3 separate regions of the Danio rerio genome follow, and regions 1 and 3 are each linked to region 2. Evidence: chromatin contacts called from public HiCAR-type and Micro-C data. All regions are on one chromosome and are shown on one strand. The core of a region is the stretch at or near the end of the contact, and the rest is flanking DNA. Distances in the headings are between cores, read along the strand shown. Region 1 holds the start of smek1 (SMEK homolog 1, suppressor of mek1 (Dictyostelium)). Region 2 holds the start of ddx1 (DEAD (Asp-Glu-Ala-Asp) box helicase 1). Region 3 has its middle 25 kb from the start of smek1.

Region 1 (3,129 bases), core at 169-2,668, 310 kb before region 2:
AACACTTTTCTAAACATGATAGTTTTAATAACTGATTTATTTTATCTTTGTCATAATGACAGTAATTAATATTTTACTAGGTCTTTTTCAAGACACTTCTATACTGCTTAAAGTGACATTTAAAGGCTTAACTAGGTTAATTAGGTTAACTACAGGTTAGGGTAATTAGGCAAGTTATTGTACAATGATGGTTTGTTCGGTAGATTATCGAGAAAAAATATAGCTTAAAGGTGCTAAAAATTTTGTCCCTAAAATGGTGTTAAAAAAATTAAAAACTGCATTTATTCTAGCCAAAATAAAACAAATAAGACTTTCTTCAGAAGAAAAAATATTATCAGAGATACTGTGAAAATTTCCTTGCTCTGATAAACATCATTTAGGAAATATTTAAAAAAGAAGAAACATTTTTTGAAGGGGGCTAATAATTCTGACTTCAACTATATATATATATATTTGACTGTTTTAAGATGTACCTGTTCAGGGACTGCATGTGGAAAATAGCAACTTTGCTAAATCTTTCCTTTTCAAGTTTCCTTTTTGATGTTCCTCTCAAATAAATAAATCTAAATTCAAATTTCATAGACCAAACATGTAAAAAACAAACAAAGTTTTCACTAAATCTTTTGTAATTTTGCACAGAGAGAATTACAGTATCATTTTTAAAAATACTGACAGAAAAAAATATTTAAAAAGCTGTGATTTGCATGACAGCCCAGTTGTTGGGGTTGCATCTTTCTAAAGAACACTATATTTATCTATTGGAAAGTAAATAGAGTCAAAATGCATATATATATATATATATATATATATATATATATATATATATATATATATATATATATATATATATATATATATATATATCATGCACCACCTGGCAACATATCAAAATACACTGTCGAATCAGTACTTAAATTGTGATGATGTGTTTTGCACAGATAATCAACACCTCATTTACATTTATATAATCCACGAGCTGGTGGTGCAACTGGTCAAGACTTTGAGGTTTGAGATTTAGCTGGTACAGTGGCCTTTTTGCCCAGGATAAGGATGATATGGTGCAGCAGAGTTTGCTTTTCCAACGTATAACGATGACTTATGTTCAAGAAACTATAGTATGTATTTGTGTATGATCTCAGTGACAAGGTAATGAAACAACCCTAAACATCTGCATTTGATTTTACTGTACACAGTAGCAAGGTTAATCTTTCAGCGCGCTCCAGCAGGCGCGCGTCCGCGTGTATTTTCAGCCTCATTCACATTCCTTTCCAGTCTCCACAGCCCTCTCGTTTCAGCAGCAGCAGTGCGAGTTTGGTGGTGTTACGAAACCACTGTTTGTCTGCGCTGGACATTTTGGCGCACTGTGTCTTTAAACTGTGGCGGCGGCCCTGCGTCTGCAACCAGGAAACCCCGTAGCGGCTTTCTGAGGGGACCCAAGATGGCCGAATCTTCACAGTGGGGCTAATAATTACTTTTCGTCAAGACGCTGCTATTTCATGGTGCTCGACGCTCGCGCTGGCCATTCGTCGTTCCGGAAAGCAAAACAAGTGACTCTGTTCAAGTAGTTGCATCGGGGAATGTTTATTTATGCGTGAAGAGACTGGCTGGTCCAACCGCGGCCCTTAGCCAGAATATGGCGGAATACCTGGAGAAAATATAGCTTAGCTTATTATGAACGCGCCGCTTTATACACGACTCTTCCCGCCTTTTCACCGACCTCGCGTGAGTATAATGATTAAATAGCGTTATCGGTACGTCTCTGAAATTCATTCGCGTGTGTTTTGCGCAATTCTGTGTTAAAATGACTCTCGAGAGGAGATAGCCTGCTAGCTGAGGCGCTAGCTACGCTAACCCCGTTTGACTGAATTAGTCGCAGCGTTAGCTTAGCCTAGCTAGCTTAAAGTAAGGGGGCACGAAGAAGAGCAAACACTTTCTTCATCCGCGCTCTGGCTGCATGCTTTTAAACTCATCTCACTCTTATTTTTCGTGCTTCTGTTTATAGAGAGTTTAAAATACCGGGTATGTTGTGGGGAGTCTCGGCTGCACACAGCAGCTAGCTGACCATCACTGGACTGGTCAGAATAATTGTGTGGACAGCGCAAGTTTACTGCGAGAGACTCCACAACAACACACTGCTTCAGCTCCTCGCCCGCGAACGCCGTACATTTCAGTTTGAAGTTGACATCAGATTCTGTTGCATCTCGAGGACTTTGAGATTTATTGAATCAAGGGCAAAAGCCTATCCGAGAGTTACTTGCAAGGATGACTGACACTCGTAGACGAGTAAAAGTGTACACTCTGAATGAGGACCGCCAGTGGGACGATCGGGGAACGGGACATGTGTCATCCGCCTACGTGGAGAGGCTCAAAGGCATGTCTCTCCTGGTGCGCGCCGAAAGCGATGGTAGGTTTCAAAACACTGGAAGATGATGAACAGGTTTGCTTTTCATTGACTGATCAAGCACGTTAACATGAGGCCGTTCTTTATGACAGGGTCACTGCTGCTGGAGTCCAAAATCAATCCTAACACCGCCTATCAAAAACAGCAGGTGCGTTGCACTCTTTTGTGAACTCACAATGCATAGTTAGCCTGAGTGCTTCTAAATGTTTTGGTGCAACACATATTTCATAAAGACAAGACACAACAGGTGAATATGGTAAGAATTTAAACTAATAAATTAGTTTGCATGACTGCATTCCTTTTTATATCGTATTCGAAACAAACTTATATATTTTAATCTACATCAGTGATGATTAAATCAGCACTGCATACTACTTTGTGTGTGTGTATATATATATATATATATATATATATATATATATATATATATATATATATATAACATTTACATTTTTAGCTGCTTAGTGTAAATCTAAAGTTACTTTTGTCTTGCATTAAAATCATTATTAAGGTTTCTCTTGTTTAAATTGTGGCTAAGAAAAGATTATATTTCACAGCAAAAAATGTGTACAGTGACCTGAGTCACCTTGCAGTGGATATTTTAAAATTATGCTAAAAAGCTGTTGAGTGGGAAAAGGTATATGAGCAATTTCAGCGTTTGTTTAAAAACTCAAAACATAAATTCACATATAAAGAAGAATGTTAACATTATTTTGAAACAGCTGTTT
Region 2 (3,557 bases), core at 752-3,251:
ACTGGAATACTGAAGGCCTACAAGACAACATTAATGTTTTATAATCGAATTTCACTGTTTCCTTACATATCAACAAATAAAAAATACAGCTCTGATATGTAGCATTTTTATCACCCCCACTGAAAAAAGCAACCTCCACCTCCTTTAACTAGAACATTAATCAAGAGACAAAGCTGAAACTGTGATCCTTGGTGATTTATGAAAAATGTATTAATAGTCAATGGCTACGAGCACTGTTTTCCATCTCTGTCATAAATAACGTTCAGTTTCTTGCACAGTTTTTTTTGCTTCATAAGGCATCAATGTATTAGCATGGGGCACGAGTACTATTTATTTATTTTTTTTGCTTTCAAAGTGCTTGTAGCTTTTCCCTTGGAAGGACAAAGGACAACAGCTAAAATTAGGGCTGCACAATATACCATTTCAGCATCAATATTGCAATGTGCGATTGTGCAATAGCCACATCGTCGCATCTGCAATGTCATTTTGTGCATAAAACAACATGACCAACAACATGACCTAATCTAACAGGTTCTAACGATGTGAAAGACTTTCATTTTATTGTGATTTTAAGGCCTGTGACTAAGATTTCAAGCTAATTTAAACTATTTTGGGCACAAGAAATTATAAAGTTTACAACTTTAACAAAGATGATTTGTGTTTACTTATCTATACAATAAAGAAGTGTTAATTTACATTTGATTATTGCTTGTTGAACCTCAATGCTAAGCCTGCAATGACTTCACCGGAAACCATGAAGCACTGTTTATTTATTTTTTATCTTTGTTGTATTGTTTTCATCTATGCATTGTTACTATGTACAGCATATTTTATGTAGATGCACTCTGAATACCAATCAATGTAAAATGATGAATTCTTTAATACATAGCAATGTCAGTTTTTTTTCCCCAAATCGTGCAGCCCTAGCTAAAATCACACATGTTCAGTTATAAATGGGTAAAAGTAACACTATAGTTCAAGCTCTAACTAGTGGCTTATTATTTGCCTATTGTTAAAATACTGGATGTTTATTAGAACTTATAAAGTGCATATTTTGCATGATCTTATTCTTCATTTCTAATCCTACCCAATCCCACATACCTAACAAGTACCTTAACAATTATTAATAAGCAGCAAATTAGGACTTCATTGAGTCATAGTTAGTTTGTCAACAGCAACAAGTGTACCTTTAAATAAAGAGACCAAAAACAAATGTCCCATACTTACTCCAGTTTTTCCGCTTCCAGTCTCAGCAGCCTACAAAAGATGTAAATGCATGGTAAACAGCTTTTATACTCATAAAACAGTTATATATGATTTTTATGTAAAAGTTGGTTTTATGTTCAGGGATTTGGGCTCTCAATATAATATAATTATTATAATATAATATATATTTTAGAAAAATATTCTTTGCAAATTCTAAATAGGGAAATTACATAAGCAGCCAATGACCATTAAAGTACAACATTGTTCTGTCACATAGTTGTTAGTTATTTATTATAGTCATACTTACATGCGACTTCAGACTGAATATCCAAAGTACCATGGTAAACCATATAGGGACGGTTGTCACTGAATGAATGTGCGAATATAAACCCAACTCTACCTCATTGATTTGCAATGCATATCAGATCTCACCATGAGCACGTCTCCTCCACCCAGAATCAGTGGAATGGATTCGGCCTGAATGTCCGTTGGCAACCTAAAAGTGACCATCAAACCGTCATCTACTTAATTTATACAAGCATAACAAATATATTAATAATACACATTATGATGTAAGATCATTAGAACTCACAGCCAGTCCATTTCTTCCACCGCCTGTGCAATTTCTGGCATCACTCCCATTTCTGTAAGGCAAAACAATAAGATATAGGTTCACAGACATTCGGCGTTTTATTAAATCCTTATTCTTATAGGTCTCACAAATACGTTGACAGATAAATCTCACCGCCGAATGCTGCCATGGTGTCAAACTCCTGCGAGCCTCTTCACCGGAAGTGGCGTAAGCTAGTTTTGACAGGGTACAAGTTAGAAACGACCCGTGCGGAACACGCTTTCCCGCATCTGTTCCGCTTATCTTATTTTAATAATAGGAAACGTAGACTGTTTATTGTAGCGTCTTTCGCGACAAATAAATAAATATAACAAAATTAGTTAGAGATACTATAACAAAACAACCTACGGAGAACCCGAAGCATTAAATACAAGCATAAGCAGTCTTTTTATTTGTACCTCGCAGGCCGCCGTAGTTTGACGTGTGCGCTCTCTAACGTTAGTTCATTGAAAACATGGCAGGTGATATTATTCTAGAAGACGAGGAGGAGAACATTTTATATGATTTACTTGTTAACACGGAATGGCCGCCCGAAACAGACACTCAGGTTTGTGAAAATACGCTTACGTTATTTGAATAAGTTATTATTATTGGAATATCCGCATGCTTTTAATTAAACCGTTTCTGCGCAAGTAGTTTTGAGCCACGTATCCAAGTTCATCATCACCCAGGGTTTATAGACAGTGTGTTTTTTAATGTTCTAAATAGCTCTATGGTGGTTTAAAGCTTTTCATATGCGGTATTTATTTGCATGTTTGTTGTTTTGCTGAGCTGTTGCTAGTTGTCGCGTTTCAACTGTTCAGTTAACAGACTGTTGACAACTGGTTTATACAAATATTACATGAGTGTGTTTTATTTTCAGCTGCGTGGACTGAAGGAACACAACTCTTCACTGGTTGCAAAAGCCGTGACAGGTAAAGAGATGTACAGTAATACATTATGACTGCAATATATGCCAAAGTTATTGTCATTATTGAATATGTCTGAAAAGTTGAATAAAACGTGACTATAATTGCCAGTGTTGTCTAGGTAGGCCGCTCGCATGTGTTTGAGGCAGTCGTCATTTCACTTTGCAGAGAACATGTGTTTCAATATGAGTGTTTATTTGGCTTACAGGTTTACTGAAGATTAGATAAACTTCTTTGGGATAAGTGTGCTAATCACATCTTTAGTGGTTTTACATTTTGCAGACTTGATCAAGTTGCTTGTACAGTAAACTTGTTTGTTGAGTCAGATTAATTGTGATTTTAAGGTGGTATGCTGGGAATTGCTGTATTTTTCGTTGCATGAGAAGTACTTTATCATTTTGTATTTCATTTTGAGAAAAAAAAAACTCAATATAATGATTTTTTGTTAGGTTTTTATAGCATTAAATAAAATAAATGTGATTATACAAAAGTGTTAATTTATATTGTGCTGCACTGTGATCTTTTTATATATTATATATTTGGTTCTTAATCTTTTTACATCAAGTACCACCTTAAAAAATATCTCTCCAAGTACCACCATAATGACTGGTATTGAAGTGCAGTAGCATAGTAGGCCTAAATATGCAGCTACAGCTCTGCACAGTTTAAAAATGTGGCAGATTAATTCTGATTATTATTGTTATTATTACAAATATTTGTTATTGTCAGCCATAATAAATATACCATTATAATAAATATATCAAATATAAACCATTATGAGTAGCTTGAACATGATCACTGTACTGTGTGCT
Region 3 (3,533 bases), core at 73-2,572, 290 kb before region 2:
ACTTTTTAAAGTAAAGTCAACTTTTCTTGGCTTAGAGGCAACGGGTTACCAGCGGTGTAAGTTATTACAGTGTGATATCTGGAATCATGATGAAAACATTTGGATAGTAAATAGAATTTCATATTTCTCACATCACTTGTACAGAATGTGAATTATGACAATTTTCTAAGCTAATTCAAGCCATAAATATAAGCACAATATGTTTAAGAAATTAAATTTTTTTTACATTAAACTACATTATTACATTAAAGTGACGGTAAATACTTTTTTTACACATTAATTTAATCTAAAAATCTTTATAAACAATCAAGGTTTTAGCATTTGCGTTGAAAAAAATATGAGTTAAAATGGATCAAATATATAAAAGGTTTTCAATATTTAAATGATATGTAGGCTAACTATTTTGCGGCTGGAAGGCCATATGCTGCATAAAACATCCTAAAATAATAGGTGGTTCATTCTGCTGTGCTGACCCCTGATAATGCAGGGATTAAGTCAAAGGAAAGTGAGTAATTATATGTTGTTATGTCATGTTATGTGTTATGTTATTATGTTGGACAAACCAAACCGCTAAATATTTTTAAAAAGAATAAAAGTATGACGCACTGGTTTGGTTTGTTTTAAAAATCAAACAACTAAACCGACTAATTAGGATCTAAAGGAGCACTTGGTAATTAAAGACAGGTGTGTTTGATCAAGGTTGCAGCTGAACTCTGCAGAAAGGTATATCTTCAGGAGCAGGATTGAGCCCCCGTTTTATAATGTAGGCTACATTTAAATTCTATGGAATAGGTTTATAAAATTATGCTAAAGTGAACTATTATTTATATTCTAGATAAATTGTACACATTTAAAGCCAATATTTTATACTAGTATATGGTAACTAATTACAGCTGTTTGAAACATGACATCTTGCTTTCAAAAACTTTACGTTTAGAGCGGAGTGTTTCCTGCACTACTCGAGTCCCTCCAACAGAGGGCGCGCGGCCTCCACTCTTTTCCCCCTGTCCCACGAGAACGGCTTTTGTGACAGATTGTAGAATCGTTTAGAGGCAGTAAAGTCTGGCGAGCAGGAAATCATCCGCGTCTCTCGACGAGGTTGTCAAAACAGCCGCACAATGTGCACTTTCATGTGCACAACTGGACCCTGTCGCCCCGACCGACAATCGCTTGTGTTCGCTGCACAAAGTGGCCTCTGTGTCGGCCGGGGCTCCTCCTTTGGCCCGGCGGCCGCTGTGGAGGTGATCGGGGGCCGCGTTCAGCATAGCGTGTCTGTTTGTGTGATTAATCACCGTGTAAAACTCCAGCGTATCCGTTTCGGTGGGAGCGAGGAGCCACGGGCGCCTCTCCGTTTATGCGTCATTGTGTCTAACGGTGCCCGGTAGCCGAGAGAGAGCAGAGGGCAAAAGTTTGAGCATATGGTTGAGATTAAGGCGCTAAAGAAACTGACTGATTCACATGATTGGGATTTGTTTTATTTTGAGTTCGCCTGATTACTGAATAAACGTCTTAAAAGTGATTGATCTTTTTTTAGGGGGGAATATAGGCCTATTCACTGAAGCCTTTTGTTCGCTTTAGCATGGTCCCCCAAGCGTTACTCCACATCCAGTGATAGTTGCATCCTTCATGTGTTTATATATTTGGTCCGTTTGGTTTGCGCATGCTGCCGACGTGAATGTAGATTCTGAAAGGGATGTCATCTCTTGTAAGTTGCTATCTTCTGGAAATCATGATGCATTTTTGCAGTAAATACAGTAGCCTATGCTTTTTTCTGCAAGAGTAGAGAAAGTTTATTCAATTCAATTAATCTTTATTTCTAGATCGCTTTTACAATGTAAATTGTGTCAAAGCAGCTCAACATAGCAATTCAAGTGAATTGAAGCTCTCAGTCCAGTTTTCTGTATTATCACAATACAGAATATTTATTTTACAAAACGTCCAGTTACATTTGAGTAAACTATGCAGAATGCTTTATATGTCCTATAATACAGCACACACTTTTGTATTTGTACAGGTAGAGTAACAAAGTCTTTAAGTGTTTATGGCACATCATCTGAATTGCTCTTCTTGTAAATGATTAAAATAGTGAACTTTTCAGAAAATACCAGCTGATTCAAATGTTATCACTCGATTAAATGAGCGTTATCAGCTGATAGATATGGGGCAGTAGGGGCCGTCTGCGCCTACTAGGCTCAAGGCTGTTGTTATCTTCCACATAGTTAATCAGCTATAGATCACATACGGCTGCGGATGGAAGTTATAGAGGATTATTTATATTATTTATTGATTTTTCCATTAATTGTGTTTTATTAATGTCTAAAACCCAACCATCACAGTAATGTAAAAAAGCAATATTGATCTGGAGTTTTCTCTATTAGTATAGCTAATTAACCATGTGGATGGATAACAACCTTCTGAGCCTACTAGTAGGTGGCGAAAGCCCCTACTGGCCCATATCCATCGGCTGATATTGGTTATTCAATCGAGTGATAACATTTGAAGTGGGTGAAAATGTACTTGTCAAAGATTTCAATTAATTATATAAAAAAGATGTCCTTTTTTGCCCACCAAGGTGCATTTATGCATTACGAACTGTATTTTTCAGAAACATTATCACAATTCAATATTATTTTTTTAAGTCAATGACAACTATTAACTTGTTACTAACATTTTTCAAAACATTGTTTGTGTTCAACAGATGAAAGAAACTTACGTCATTTTGGAACACACTGGTGCTGGATAAATAGTAAGTACATTTTCATTTTTTAGGAGTGCTATGGCTTTAGTGTTTTGTGTCTTCAAAGAGGCAGTTGTCATCAACCGACTATACAGTTTTAGACTAATTGAAAAGTATTTCAACTCAGACTTTCTGACTTGTAGATTGTTTATAGCTTCAGCCTTTTATTTCTGGCAGTTCTGATGAAAGTACATTTATAAAGATTATTTTCATGATGAAATTGTGTATAGGCCATCAAAAAAGCTGAGAAAACCTACTTAAAAAAAAAAAACTCCTTAAGTTAAAAATATCATATGTCCCATGTTTAAAAGCCTATAACAGAAAACTGTTGTCACCTAGACTTTGCTCTCTTACACTTTTGAAACATCAGTGTTTGTTTAATGCTGCTGAGTGCTCATTATTATTGTTGTGAGAATAGGACATGTCTTCCAGAAATGTTGTAGAATTAAATTCTCAGTTGTTCCTTTCATGCACCTTATTCATCAGCTGTTTAGTCAATGATGGTGCATCTCAATCAGCTCCCTTGTTCAGTATTCAAGATCTGGGAGCCAACAATTTCAAGTGCCATCTCAATTGTAAAATTCTTCCAGTGCATTGAAATGTTTGCTCTCTTTAAATTTCCACTGTGCGCCATGAAAATCAGAGTTTCGATGCTCACTTGCTTTCCTGTCTGGATGAATTCAAAATTGACTTTCTTGTTTTTATTTATAGTAGTGCTTGTTAAAAATGACATATCTATGCAATTCTCATTGTCTGTAATCAAATACCATAACCATAGCTCCTCCCTTGAAATAAC

The links. Hi-C and Micro-C count contacts between places; a contact is called where the count stands out from the background. HiCAR-type assays count read pairs that join an accessible place to other places.
Region 1: a Micro-C map of caudal fin shows a contact between it and region 2, with 4 times the contacts expected there. The contact joins the promoter of smek1 here to the promoter of ddx1 in region 2. A contact is called at or near these places in 2 of 18 Hi-C or Micro-C datasets (caudal fin and embryo) and 2 of 4 datasets of contacts at active chromatin or transcription factors (caudal fin and embryo).
Region 3: a HiCAR-type map of caudal fin shows a contact between it and region 2, with 8 times the contacts expected there. The contact joins the enhancer-like site here to the promoter of ddx1 in region 2. A contact is called at or near these places in 9 of 18 Hi-C or Micro-C datasets (caudal fin, embryo, fibroblasts and 2 more) and 2 of 4 datasets of contacts at active chromatin or transcription factors (caudal fin and embryo).

What each region holds. Positions count from the first base shown.
Region 1 is chr20:36,353,396-36,356,524 of GRCz12tu, reverse strand. It overlaps smek1 (SMEK homolog 1, suppressor of mek1 (Dictyostelium)), which reads left to right and starts at 1,418. Exons shown (of 15, transcript NM_001044809.1): 1 at 1,418-2,404; 2 at 2,494-2,549. The coding sequence starts at 2,263.
Region 2 is chr20:36,039,646-36,043,202 of GRCz12tu, reverse strand. ddx1 (DEAD (Asp-Glu-Ala-Asp) box helicase 1) reads right to left here and starts at 2,001. Exons shown (of 26, transcript NM_001197324.1): 1 at 1,952-2,001; 2 at 1,799-1,850; 3 at 1,639-1,702; 4 at 1,228-1,257; 5 at 1-17. The coding sequence starts at 1,967. It overlaps nbas (NBAS subunit of NRZ tethering complex), which reads left to right and starts at 2,292. Exons shown (of 53, transcript NM_001044807.1): 1 at 2,292-2,384; 2 at 2,700-2,751. The coding sequence starts at 2,292.
Region 3 is chr20:36,327,915-36,331,447 of GRCz12tu, reverse strand. No RefSeq gene overlaps it. Among named protein-coding and RNA genes, the nearest start is that of smek1, 25 kb to the left of the region's middle. Within about 2 kb of position 1,322, at least 37 of the 62 cell types and tissues checked have an H3K27ac peak or open chromatin away from gene starts, as enhancers often do. A contact at or near this core is called in caudal fin, where this site is marked.